Regions from separate parts of the Mus musculus genome. Here all the other regions are linked to region 2. A link is a contact called in public HiChIP or PLAC-seq data. All regions are on one chromosome and are shown on one strand. Each heading gives the region's core, a stretch centred on a gene start, on an enhancer-like site or on the middle of the called end of the contact. The rest is flanking DNA. Distances are from core to core; before and after follow the strand shown. Region 1 overlaps Tmem184b (transmembrane protein 184b). Region 2 has its middle 12 kb from the start of Apobec3. Region 3 has its middle 11 kb from the start of Tmem184b.

Region 1 (4,260 bases), core at 1,606-4,105, 490 kb after region 2:
ACCCTTGGATCTCTGTCCGACTCTTCCCTACTGGGCCCACCTGATGCTCCCCTGCATACTGGTGCATACTGGTGCCTTCAGCCAAGGACATCAGTTACAGCTGGGTGTCTTGGTGACCCATTTATGTCCACCAGGGCATCAGAGCTGGAGCTGGGGAGGGCTGACAGTCTAGGTCTAGCCTTTTCATTCTTCCTTGTGGCCGAGATGGGGACAGTCACTGGAGCTTATGTACGGCTAGGCAAGGGCTCTTCTGCTGAGCTGCACCCCCATCCCTGAGTCTCCCCATATGTGCACGTAAGGAGAGCTAGTTCACGGATGGGCAGAACACTGAGCGAGTTGGGTCTGATCTCGGTCCAGTACCACCTCCTCACCTAGAGCCCTTTTTGTTGAAAACTCAGCTTTCCTCTGCCATTTCTTCCCCCACCACAAGCGCCATTGCCAACAGTAAGATTCAGTTCCTAGGTGAACAACTTAAGCGTACTCCGCCTCCGCCTTGACTTGTCTGCAGTGTGCATTTCTGAACCTCCAGAAGCTGCATGAGGAATTGGCCTGCAGGCATGATACTCTGTGAGCAGAGTGATTGGTTACATGGCTGGACATTGCTGCTGCTTTGTAATAGCCAAGAGCTGGACTCACCCTCAATGTCTCTGTCCAGGGAGACACAAAGAAATGATGGCCTGTCCGGCCATGGGCAGTCACAGCAGAGGCCATAGAGGGGTCAGGGCTGTTGTAGACAAACCGCTGAGTGAAAGCAGCGACTGGAGGGGGCCGTGTCCAGAAGCCCCTCTGTAAAGTGAAGGAAGTGTTCCGGTATGTAGATGGTCCCTAGGCAGCCACAAGAAGCTGGGACCATGACATCTCTGGGGTGGAGTGCACTGTGCTGGCCATTGCTTGCTGATTGTCCTTTGTGCCTTTTTCACCTGCAAAAGAACAGGGACTCCCAAGCCTGCCTAGAGCTGGCTCCAAACTCCTAGGTTCAATCATCTTCTGACTTCGGCTTCCTGAATGTTACCAGGCCTGGCTCCCCTTGTACTTCTGATGGCTGAAACGTGAATGTTATATCCCTTGAAGAAAATCAAACAGGATTAACTGAACTCCCCACTTGCCCAGTGTAGGCGGCCAGTCCAGGCCACCCCTTCAAAGACAGCTGGCCTCACTTAGGCCCTGACCCCATCCAGTGAACTTGGTTTTCACAGAATGTCTGAGCAGGTTTGGGGTTCCTTAGTAACGAGGACCTCTAGCTCCTCCCCTGCTGTTGGCTGGCTTTGGCACTTTTAAACCCCTGCAGTGAGCTTCCTCTGAAACCTTCAGGGCTTTCCCTGTGGGCAGCTAACACCCTGGGTGTCCCAGGCCCCTCTGTGGTGGCTCTGGATCCATGCTTTCTGGAGAAGCTGGCTTTTGCACTGTTGGCGTCCCTGACACTGCACCTCCACGCCTTTGCTCCCTCGCCCAGCACCTTGGCTGCTGCCCTCTGACCTTCCTACAGCCATGGCCATTCCCTGCTGCTATCACTTGGGACTTTCTGCACTGTGTCCCAGGCACCTGACTCTTCCCTGGGACTCCTTGTGGTTACTTGCTGTCCCAGGTAAGGATGCTCACAGCTCGGCACCTGGGATTCGTTCTGCCTGGTTTGAGCGTCTGGTGCCTGGCTTCTCCTCTCCATGTCAGTGAGACCATCCAGCTTTGTAGAATAGTCCTTTGTTCTTTTTCACTGCTGCGGAGGTATCCACTGGCTGATTTTGACACTGTGTAGCCCTCCCTGTGGGGACAGGCATCTGTGCTGTGGCCTTTTCTGCTCTTGAGCCCCTTGCACACTCTGTTGTGGGTGTGCACCAGGACGGGCCGCCTGTTCGCTCTGTAGGTGTGAATGAAGTTTGTTGTTTGGGGTTGGCCATCTAAACCCTGCACTGAGACTTGTGCTGACACCCAGGGGAAGGCACCTGTAGTAGTCTTTGTTTAGAAAGCCAGCTCCCAGAAGGCAGTGGGGAGGTTGGGGTTCAGGGTTCTGCAGCCATGTGCTTGCTCAGTGCTAGATGGGACACTGGGTAGTTAGAGAGGCTCCAAAGCTCAGCCCTACAGACCGCACGCTGATCTGTTTGTATTCAGTGTGGAAGATAACCGAGTAACCAGAGGTCAATCTGGTCCATTTGAAAACCAAAACCCTGAACTCTGGGCATGATGGTGCACACTCTGAGTCCCAGCACTCGGGGTAAGAGACAGGCTGGCCTTGTCTACATAGAGAGTTCAAAGTTAGCAAGGCGACTCTGTCTTAGAGAGACCAACAGACAAACCCAAAAGACCCCACTACAGAGCTGGAGAGATGGCTCAGTGATTCAGAGCACTTGCTGATGTTGCAGAGGATCCAGGTTCCACTTCTAGCACCCACATGGTAGCTGAAAACCATCCTAACTCCAGTTCCAGGGAGCTATTGCCCTCTCCTGACCTCCACGGGCACTAGGCTTGCATGTGGTACACAAATATAACATGCAGGCAAACATTTACACACATACAATCATAGAAATCATAAAACAACAACAAAACTCCAAAGAGACCCAAAGCAAAATCGCCTAATTCAAGGCAGGGTTAAGTGATCCCCAGGAACTGAAGGGCTTAGAGTCCCCTGTTGCTGCCTCTGCTTCTGATACCCCCCCCCCCGCCCCCTCCATACTACCCCCAGCACAAACAGGCCAGGGTTGGATAAGTTCTCCTCTGCTTCAGGCTCCAGTGGGAATGCGGGGCAGGGGGGAGGGCATGTGTGTCTTGATGGGAATAGTATTGTGGGAGAGGTGGACCTCTGTCCTGTCGTGAGGCATGTGACCTTTTTCAGAAGACTCACCAAGCAAAGCTACCAGCTGCTGGCCAGCCACTCTTTCCTCTAATCGCTTCTGGAGAAGGGCCAGCGTGTGGGCTGATGTCTGTCTCTGATGTGGGCCGGCTTCCCTCCAAAGGCAGCCACTTGGAGGTTGGTCAAGCTAAGCAGCCCTCCACCCCCCAGGTCTAAGAGCCCCTCATTCCCAGGCTACAGGCCCAGATGCAGTGTTCAAGGGAGTCCCTATGGGGAGAAGGGAGGAGGCCTGTAAAAATGAACTTCCCCCAGGGGATGAGACAAACAGAACAACATTCCAGAGGAGTGCCTGCCTGCCTGTTGCCAGTGCAGCCTGGCCTGAGGGGGGCCAATGGACACTGGGGCGTGCCCTCCGTGGCTACAGCTTGGCAGGGCTCTGCTCTGAAATGAAATGAATGAAAATCTGGCTGGGTGTTGTGGCTCATGCTTGTAAACCCAACACTCAGGCTGAGGCAGGAGGATTACCCTGACTTCAAGCTGGCTTCAGCTACAGTGAGACCTTGTCTCAAAAAGGGGAGAGGTTTGGGGTGAAGTGAGGTTGGAGGGAGGGCTAGGTGGTTAAGAGTGCTTTTTGTAAGCACCACCATGAGGACCTGAGTTCAGATCCTGTCACTCACTGAACAAGCTGGCTGTGGTCTCACATGCATAAGTCATCTCAGAGTCAGGAGGACTGTTGCCGCTTGCTGACTGCCAGCCAGCTCTAACCCAAACACAGGAACTCGACCTTTCCTCAGAGTAATATCCAATATCCTCCTGGTCTTTGCTTGCACATGTGTAATGTATACACACACACAGTACACACATGCATACCAGGCTACACACACACAGTACACACATGCATACCAGGCTACACACACATAGTACACACATACATACCATGCTACACACACACACCAAGCATGCATATAGCATATTCACACACACATCACATATACACATATGCATATATATATCTATCACACATATACCGTAGACACACCATACACATTACATAAATACCCCGTATATACCACACACAAACATCATACACACATATACCATATACAAGCATGCACACTGCACACACCCACAAGATTAAAGAGAATCAGAGACCAGAAGTAGGGCCAGCCTGGGCTCAGCGGCTGGTGGGAATGTGATACCCCACCACACCCCTCTGTGATGGGAGGATGCATTTGTGTGAGACCAGTAATAGTGATGGCAGCAGCAGCGTGCAGTACTTGAGTCTTGTTTTTTCCTGGAAGCGCCTCTGGCTTGGGCGTGGCTGTGTGCCCTTTGTGCCAAGCAGAGAGAGGTTGCATAATTTGTCTCTGACACACAGCTAGAGTGGCAGAGCTTGGAGTCAGGTGTTGGTGACGTGGCTCCAGGGCTCAAGGTTGAAGAAAGGCCAGGCAGTGTGGGGAGGGCAGTGTGAGGAT
Region 2 (4,646 bases), core at 1,725-4,224:
AAAGACCATTTGCTAAATTTCAGCCTATCCTCTGTCATTCGGTTACTAACTGGGTGATGAGAATATTTAGTTAAGAATGGAGGGAAAGGGGGACGATCAAGTGGCACAGACCTTTAATCTGGGCATTTGCAGATCTCTGAGTTCAAGGCCAACCCACATAGTAAGTTCCCTCTAAGCCAGGGCTGAACAGTGAGTCCCTATTTCACAAGACAGTAACGGAGGTAAAGAAAATTTAGAAAACAGCATATCACAGTCTAGAAATCCAGTAATATTCTCCTCTCAATGATTGAATTATTTTTACCATTTGCCTCTATTTCTTTCCTGTATGAAAGCACTCAAAACATACCCAAAACCTGTTGTAGAACCTTGAAAATAAAGTAGAAAATTAGAGTTTTACTATGTAGCCCTGCTTGGTCCTATACTCTGCCCAGATTCTACCACCTGCCCTCCTGTCTGCCCCCCCTCCCCCCGTATTACAATTTAAGCTACAATGCAAAAATAAAATCTTAGAAGCTACCACTTAGAGGAGATACCTTGCGTAGAAAGGAATGAGGAAGATTCTGATTGGTCTAGGGCTTCTGCTTTCAGGTTACTGGTTTGTTGTTGAGTATGCTTAGTTGCTATTATATTACATTGTATCTATGACTTTAAAAGGTGAATCAATGTTGCCAAATGGTTCTTTATCTATAACAACGAATACACGATGTCTAAGGGTCAGAGAGAGGGCTCACAGATAAAGGCGCTTGCGGCCAAGCGAGGGGAGCACCTAGAAGAACAGTGGGATGAGCCACCTTCAGTCTCTCCCACTCACATGATAGAAGAATATGGATGTATACAAGTTTTCTGATCTCAGTATGTATATGGGTGTGTGAAAATGCATACCAGGAACAAACATAAAATAAAAGCAACTAATCAGAAAACTGCATGGCAAGCACAAAGACTGAACAGTTCTCCAGAGCAAGCATGAGATTGGAAATGCACGTTCTAAGACAAACAAGCAACCTTCAGGGAATGATTTTACACATGCAGCCATGAATCAGCATTGCAAGGGCTAGGAGGACATTTCATTTGCTGGACTAGCAATCTCATTGCCTCTAGTTATGAATCTGTGACTGTCAAAGCCTCGGAGCATGACAGTCTGAAGCCATGGAAACAGGTTCTATTAAAGGGCTTGGGAGGTTCGTTGCTAAAGAGCTGGTCTTACAAGCCTGGAGACCCGAGTTTGGATCCCCAGAGCCAACACAAAAACCCAGGGATGATTCTCCCAGTGAATGGCAAGATGGGAGTTGGAGCCCTAGAAGCATGGGGGCCAGTCAGCCTGCCCTTTGTACTGAAGTTCCCAGCCTGTGAGAAACTCTGGTTCAGGTAAAAGGAACAGGCCTGGAGGACTAACACCCAAGTTTGTTCTTTGCCTTCTACACACACACACATACACATATACATACACACACATATACATATATGTGTGTGTGTGTATATATATATATGTGTGTGTGTGTGTGTGTGTATTTATAAATCAATTAAAAAATAACCAACTCATCCCCCAAGAATAACCACGGAAATAATGCTTTTTGTTTGTTTGAGACAGGGTCTCTCTGTGTAGCCCTGGCTGTCCTGGAACTTGTTATGTACACCAGGCTGGCCTCGAACCCAGAGATCTGCCTGCCTCTGCTGGAACTAAGCATGTGCCATGAGACCCAGTCTGGAAATAATGCTTTTAAATACAGGACTGGTTAGCCTTTCCAGGGATGTGGCCTGGTTAGGAGAGTGCTCACCTAGCACGCATGAAGCCTGGGCTTTATTCCCCAGCTCTGTGCAGCAGCTGCTCAGCTCCATCAATAGCTCCAGCTGCTGGCACCAGCTTACAGCAGTTTAGTGGACGTCCGCCAAAGCTCTGAAACACCAGCTATGTCAAGGTCTGTACCACCACCCCTGTCAAAGAGGATGCTGACCAGGAGATGAACTCTGGTGTTCTCTAACCTGGAGGCAAAGGATGGCAATGGAGAGGCCATCATGCACTACCCTGGAGTCACCTGAAATGGGGCCACCTTACTATCACACCTACGCACACCCACAGGCTACCCCTTCACCTGCATCCATTCCTCACTCACTGGACAGTACACAGCCGCTCATGCTTTATAGCTGGCATCATGAGATGGCCAACAGGGTTGGGGGTGGGGAGGCAGAGCCCCTGCAAAACAGGCGGTCGGGGCTAAGGCAGAAAGGGCACAATGCTGATACTCTTCTGCTCTCACAGAGCCCTGCTAGCATCCACTCTGACTGGGTGGGTGAGAAGATGCTCACGTTTCCTGTGGTAAAACTGGAACCTGTGGCAGCGGCAGAATGAATGAGTCTGACTTTGAAGGTAGACTCGCATGGGTTGCTGATGCCAAGTGTCCCCAAAGGAACAAAAGTCATCTATTCTGTCGTAAATGGAAGTTACATGTAAAGAGAAAAAAAAACAAACAAAAAAAACAAACAAACAAAAAAAAACCAAAACAAAACAAAAAAAACAAGTATGGTGTTGAATGCCTGATAGCCCAGCACTGAGGAGGTGGAGACAGAAGACTCCGAAAAGTTTAAGGTCATCCTTAGGTACATAGTGAGATCCAGTCTAGCCTGGGCTACAAGAGACCCTATCTCAAAACCACGAGATTAAATTAACTTGTTCCTAAAGATGCAAAATGACAGAAGACAAGGACCTCCATCCCTTGGTACCACTGTCCTCTAAGCAAATGCATACTGTCACGTCCTTGCCGAAATGTTTGCAGTTCAGCTGTTAAGATAAGGAGAAAAATGATGTTGGGTACCAGATAGGGCTGTAGAACGTTTCACGGTGTCCCATTGGGAACACACAGAACAGGAAAGGAGTTGGTGCGCACACAAGCAAGCGCACGCAGCCTTGGAGCAAGCAGATGACATTGCTCATGCGCAGTGTGCAGAGCAGCCCTTGGCACTGGTAGGCCTCCAGCGTGAAGAATGTTGCCTGGCTTGCCACCTTGTTTTTCCTGCCAAAGTTATGATAAGAGGCTTTTCACTTACAGACGATTTACTTTGTGAGTCACGGGCCAGAAATGGTGCTTTGGGATCTGAGCCAGCAAGGAAGCAGTCCTGAGCTGGGAGGAGGGGCTCTGATCTGGGAACAAAGGCCTGGGTTCCTCCCGTGGCCTTCCGCGCAGAAAAGAGTTAATGGTCACGAGTGATACATCTGGATCTTGATTCTGGTCAAAGAAAGTAATAGCTTAAAAAAACCCGGGGGGATGGGAGGACAGCCATCTCCCCCAGTCTAAAGTTGAACGCGTTCTTCAGCATGCTCTAGAAAAGCAGGTAGGGGCAGGTCAGTGTGCATTCACTCAGGGGTGACAGAACCCAATTCCAAGGGGATCAAATGATAAATGGACCGAAGGAGACCTCTGGCTCCTGCAAGCTGCAGGTGCCTTGGCTCCGGCTCCTCTTTCTACTTGTCTCTTTTCAGACCAGTTTCTTGCAGTAGGAAACCGGTGGAAACAGCAGAGATGACAAGCCCTCTTCACCATCCTGAAGAAGGAAGAGGAACTTTGTGGGGGGGGGACCCCACCCCAAATTCCTGGGGGTGGGGTGGGGTAGGGGGAACGAATTTGAGATTGATTGGACCAGCAAAAGTCATGTGCTCACTTGTGACCCAATCACAGCGTAGCTGAGAGTGGCGGTCTCTAGTATCTGGGAGGAAGGAAGGCCTCCTGGGTATGAAGCAATTATTAATGTTTAAAATGATATTTTAGGGCTTGGAAAGATGGAGCCACTGGTTAAGAGCTCATACTACATTTGCAGAAGACCTGAATTCAGTTCCCAGCATCCACAGCAATTAGCTCACAGCAATTAAGCCCACCAGGCAGAAGTAAAAGACCACCAACTCGGCTAGCCCATGGTGGTGCAGGCCTTTAATCCCAGTGAGAGGCAGAGGCTGGCAGATCTCTGTGAGTTCAAGGCCAACTTGATCTACAGAGTTGATTTCCAGTTCAGCCAAAGCGACACAGAGAAACACTGTCTCAAACTAACAAAACAAAAGACCAGCCATTCAAATGGCCAAATTGGAGCAAAAAAAAGAAAATAAAGAAAAAGAAAAAAAAATTTAAATTGTGAACAGCAGCACAGAGCTGGTCCAGCAACCGTCTGCCCTAGTGCAAGTTTTAGAGGTCGTCCCTAGATGGGGAAGATGAGGGTTTTATAGCTTAGGAGACCGGGCTTTCCGAACAGGGGCTTTGGCAGACAAAGAAGCAGGGTTACAGAAGCAGAACAAGTTGGTCATGAGGAGCTCCTGAAAGAAAGGCATGGCTGCCATTTCTTGAACAGGAAGTACAGAAATGTGTAGCTGAGGTTCTACACGGGGCATAGCTTAATCCTTGAAAGAGGTTCATCATAAACAGGAATGAACCTAGTTCAACCTTGCTATAAGATGGCACTCAAGCTTAAGATGGAGGCAGGTTAGTTCATCAACAACCACCTATAACCAACTCCAGTTCCAAGGGAACTGGTGCCCTTTTCTGACTCTGGACACCTATACACATGTGCAAATACCATCCCCTCACATATACACATAATTGTTGTTGGGTTTTTGTTTTTGTTTGCTTTGGTTTTTACTTTTTTTTTCTCCTCCCCTTCTTCCT
Region 3 (4,492 bases), core at 1,053-3,552, 460 kb after region 2:
CAGGTAGCAACTCCTGGAGCTTCCCTCAGGTCTTTCAGAGTCCTGGGCTTAGCTCAAAGGCCTTCCCAGTGTCAATATTTAAAGATTCTATGACCTCCACAACCTGGCCTGGAAGTTGCTGTCCTGCCAGCCCCTGTCACACAAGTGTCAGGGATCGGGGTTGTAACACAGACTTTAGAGCGTGTCACCCGAAGCCAGGTAATTATGGTTAGATTGAGTGGCAGGGGAGAGCTGGTAGACAGGGTTTGCCCTTCAAAATGCGTTTTATTCATTGCCTTTGCTGGCTGAAGTGCTGGAAAGATGCGGCCCCACCCGTCCCTGCCCAGGAAGTAAGAAGCTACAACGAAGCTCTGAAAAGATAACACAGTTGACCTGTTTCCCTTGTACTTTGTCTTACAGCGGGAACTGTGGAATGCATTTTGTTTTAAGGAGAGGTGGTGCTTTGAGACAAGGTCTCACGTAGCCCAGGCTGGTCCCTAATTCAATAGCAAGCTGAGAGTGGCCTCGAACTCCTCACCTCCTCCCTATTTCTCAAGTGATCACAGGCATATGCCACCATGCCTGGCTCAAAAATCATAGTTCTTAATGACAGTAATGTGTAGTTTTGCTATTTCCTGAGCACAGTTAAGATTCAAAATGGAAAGCCGGGCGTGGTGGCGCATGCCTTTAATCCCAGCACTTGGGAGGCAGAGGCAGGGGGATTTCTGAGTTCAAGGCCAGCCTAGCCTGGTCTACAAAGTGAGTTCCAGGACAACCAGGGCTATACAGAGAAGCCCTGTCTTGACCCTGATGCCCTCTTCTGATGTGTCTAAAGCTTCAATATACTTACATGTAATAATAAATCTTTTTAAGAAAAAGATTTAAGCCAGGCGTGGTGGCGCACGCCTTTAATCCCAGCACTCGGGAGGCAGAGGCAGGCAGATTTCTGAGTTCGAGGCCAGCCTGGTCTACAAAGTGAGTGCCAGGACAGCCAGGGCTACACAGAGAAACCCTGTCTCGAAAAACCCAAAAAAAAAAAAAAAAAAAAAAAAAAAACCAAAAAGAAAAAGATTTAAAACAGGACAGGGTAGTGGGGGGAGGAAGTTCAGAGAGTAAAGGTACCTGTCACCAGACTGTCACCTGAGTTCAATTCCCAAGCATACCCAAGCGGATGTAGAAGGAGAGAACCCAGTCTTGAACTCTTAAAAGTTGTCTGTGCCATGTCATGCTCTCGCTCTCTCTCTGACACAAACGTCACAAACATTAGAAATTTAAAGATCTCAAAACACCAAACTTTTAATATTACTGTTACCAAGTCGGACTGTGGTGGCACACGCCTTTAATCCCAGCACCGGGGAGGCAGAGGCAGGCAGATTTCTGAGTTTGAGGCCAGCCTGGTCTACAGAGTGAGTTCCAGGACAGCCAGGGCTACAGAGAGAAACCCTGTCTCGAAAAACCAAAAAATAATAAGTATATAAATAAACCTAGGGCTGGAGAGATGGCTCAGTGGTTAAGAGCACCAACTGTTCTTCCAAAGGTCCTGAGTTCAAATCCCAGCAACCACATGGTGGCTCACAACCATCTGTAATGAGATCTGACGCCCTCTCCTGGTACATCTGAAGACAGCTATAGTGTACTTAGATATAATAATAATAATAATAAATAAATCTTTTTAAAAAATAAACCTATAGCTAAGCCCAGTGGTGGATACCTTTGCTTTCAGCGCAGATGGATCTCTGTGAGTTGGAGACCAACCTGGTCTCCATTCTTCCATGCCAGCCAGGGCTTCATAGTAAATGAGACCTTGATGATAAATAAATTAATTTTAAAAATATGGGCATGGAGTAAATAAATGAAAATTCACATTTCCTTGCCCTTAGGATGTATTTAGATGTGTTGTCCAAGTCGGACTTGACTTGACGTCATCCATCTTGTGGCCGGATCGTCCATTTTAATGAGTTAGTAGTGCTCCACCCCCACTTTGGCTTAATTTGTCTGGAGGTAATTAAGCATCCATAATCAAAGCAAGGTGGGTTATGGTGACAAGAGCAGGATAGTATGAGCCCGGGGTACAGGAGAGACCCTGCCTCCCCAAAACACAAAAGCTAAAATCCCACAGAGGTACAACCAGAACCAGCCCTGTTCCTCCCCAGCCTTGCTATGTGAGGGAAGGGCAGTGACTGACAGGAGGAAGTGAAGCCAGAGACACAGCAACCATAGTTCGTTATTCAGACCAAATAAACAAACACCAGGAAGTTGCACTCAGACGGAGGGCAGCCGTGCTACCTGATGAGTCATTGTCACTCATGTAGCAAGCATGATGGCAGGCCTCAGAGGTATTTGCCATGTGTTGGCCAGAGAAGAAGCAGGATGCTCAGAGATGGATTCCAGAGAACTGAGTGGCCCCTCTGTGACCCTGGACGCCATCTGAGTTTCCTCTTGTGCAGGTGAGGTTAATGATACACACTTCTGCTTCTAAGAATAGTCAGGACTAAACAAGAGCATAGATGGACACAGGGCTAAATTCCCAGAGAGCACCCGAGCCGAGCCATGACAACCCAGGCTGGCTAGGATCTCTAATCCCCATTAGGAGGATGCAGATACCAAAGCAACAATACGTAGTCCCGGCTCCTCATAGCCAGGCATCTGTGCATGCTTGTCACAGGGACAGACTCAGGTGAGGAAATTGGTTTATCTCACAGGAGAACACACTGTGAGCTGGTCTGGGCATGTGTCTCAGTGACAGAGCTCCTGCCCAGAATATATGAGGAGACCCCTGGGTCCCATTAACAGCATGAGAATCGTGTGGGTAGCCTCTGGTGAAGCCCAGAGGAAGCAGGGAAGGTGTATGGTGTGGAGGAGATGCTTGGCCCGAGCCTTGGGATGTGAGGAGAAGTTCGCTGGTGTTGAGGAGAAGAACATTGTTCCCAGCAGGGAAACCACATGGGAGAAAAGGCCTAGAGCTCTGGTCTCACTGGACCTGCGAGGGTGGGGGAAGAGTGGGAGAAGTTAGGCAATCCACAGCCGCCCGAGGAGGCTGAGGTCACATCATGCAGATGTGGACCTGGACCCAGATGGCTCCTGCACTTCCTGTTCTCTGCAAGCAGATCATCTTCAGAACCAAGAGAAAGCAAAACAAAACAAAAACACGTGAGTGTGAGCATGGTGTGTGTGTGCGTGTGTTCAAATGTGCGAGCAGTGAGCATGCAGGTATGTACGCCCCAGTGTGGAGACCAGAGGATGATGGTGTCTCACCCTTATTGCTCTCCCTTTTATATTCTGAGGGCGTCTGTCCCTCAACTCGGACCTCTCCGAATGGCCAGCGGACACCGGCCTGTCTCCACCTGCCCAGCACTGATGTTAGAGGTTTGTGCTGCCAGGCCTGCCCTGAAATTGGTGCTGGGTAGGGAACTGAGGCCTTCAAGTTTGGCCACCAGATACTCTATTGACAACTCTCTCCTCCAAACCTTTTTCTCTTGAAAAATTTTCCCCAAAAATTATGTCCATGTTGGTGTGTGTGTACATGTTCGCGCAGGTGCCCATGGAGGCCAGAAAGATGGTGTTGCCTCCCTTGGAGCTGACAGTTACAGTTGTGAGCCATTTGATGTGGGTTTTAGGAACCAAACTCCTGCCTTCTGCAAGAACAGCGCAGCAAGTGCTCCTAACCACTGAGCCATCTCTGCAGCCTACTGTTTTCTTTCCTCCCCTCCCCTCCCCTCCCCTCCCCTCCCCTCCCCTCCCCCTCCTCCTCCTCTCTCTCTCCTCCTCCTCCTCCTCCTCTCTCTCTCTCTCTTTCTCTCTCTCTCTCTGAAACTGTCTCATTTTGTAGCCCAGGCTAGCCTCTTAAATATACAGCTGTTCTGGGGCTGGAGAAACGGCTCGGAGATTAAGAGCACTGACTGCTCTTAACCAGAGGCTGCTCTTCCAGACGACTCGGATTCAATTCCCAACACCCACGTGGCCTCTCACCACTGCCTGTAACACCACTTCCAGAGCATCTGAGAAGACCCCATGCACATAAAATAAATACAATTTTAAGAAATGTACCGCAGTCTTGTGTCTTAGTTCAGGCACAAGCGACCATCTCTGGGCAGCTCAACTCCCCTGAGCCCCAGCTTCTACATCTGTAAACTGAGTACTAATGCCTTCAAGTGCCCCATCCGCCATTGCTTGGCCGGCTTAGGCCCCACTGGCCTCTGTGAGTTGGAACAGGCATGATGAATGTTCGCTGGAGGACAGCAGTGGGCAGGGAGACTGGAGGAAGGAGCTATGGTCACCACCCAGGCAGAAGGCAAGGGTGCTTGAACTGCTGGCAGTTTGGGGGTGGGGGTGGGGGTTACATTACATTACATAAAGTCTGGAGGCTTTGGAGTAACATTTCTGGAAGCCATGAGAGCAGAGAGAGAAAGCTAGGAGGTGGGTAAGGGGGAGGGGGCTCTGCTGGAGGGGCAGAGCGGCTAGGTTGGGGCTGGAATAAGGGCTGTGGTCAGTGGGTTCAAATAACACCAAGCCT

What was found. HiChIP or PLAC-seq counts read pairs in DNA pulled down with a chosen protein or histone mark.
Region 1: a contact with region 2 is called in a FOXA1 HiChIP or PLAC-seq map of pancreatic cancer cells. The contact joins two enhancer-like sites. A contact is called at or near these places in 2 of 39 promoter capture datasets (liver and pre-B cells) and 1 of 115 datasets of contacts at active chromatin or transcription factors (pancreatic cancer cells).
Region 3: an HNF4G HiChIP or PLAC-seq map of pancreatic cancer cells shows a contact between it and region 2. The contact joins two enhancer-like sites. A contact is called at or near these places in 1 of 115 datasets of contacts at active chromatin or transcription factors (pancreatic cancer cells) and 1 of 9 other capture datasets (liver).

Annotation. Positions count from the first base shown.
Region 1 is chr15:79,390,531-79,394,790 of GRCm38.p6, reverse strand. The region is part of intron 1 of Tmem184b (transmembrane protein 184b); the gene reads left to right. Among named protein-coding and RNA genes, the nearest start is that of Tmem184b, 11 kb to the left of the region's middle. Within about 2 kb of position 2,855, at least 151 of the 459 cell types and tissues checked have an H3K27ac peak or open chromatin away from gene starts, as enhancers often do. A contact at or near this core is called in pancreatic cancer cells, where this site is marked.
Region 2 is chr15:79,877,884-79,882,529 of GRCm38.p6, reverse strand. No RefSeq gene overlaps it. Among named protein-coding and RNA genes, the nearest start is that of Apobec3, 12 kb to the left of the region's middle. Within about 2 kb of position 2,974, at least 122 of the 459 cell types and tissues checked have an H3K27ac peak or open chromatin away from gene starts, as enhancers often do. A contact at or near this core is called in pancreatic cancer cells, where this site is marked.
Region 3 is chr15:79,412,506-79,416,997 of GRCm38.p6, reverse strand. No RefSeq gene overlaps it. Among named protein-coding and RNA genes, the nearest start is that of Tmem184b, 11 kb to the right of the region's middle. Within about 2 kb of position 2,302, at least 136 of the 459 cell types and tissues checked have an H3K27ac peak or open chromatin away from gene starts, as enhancers often do. A contact at or near this core is called in pancreatic cancer cells, where this site is marked.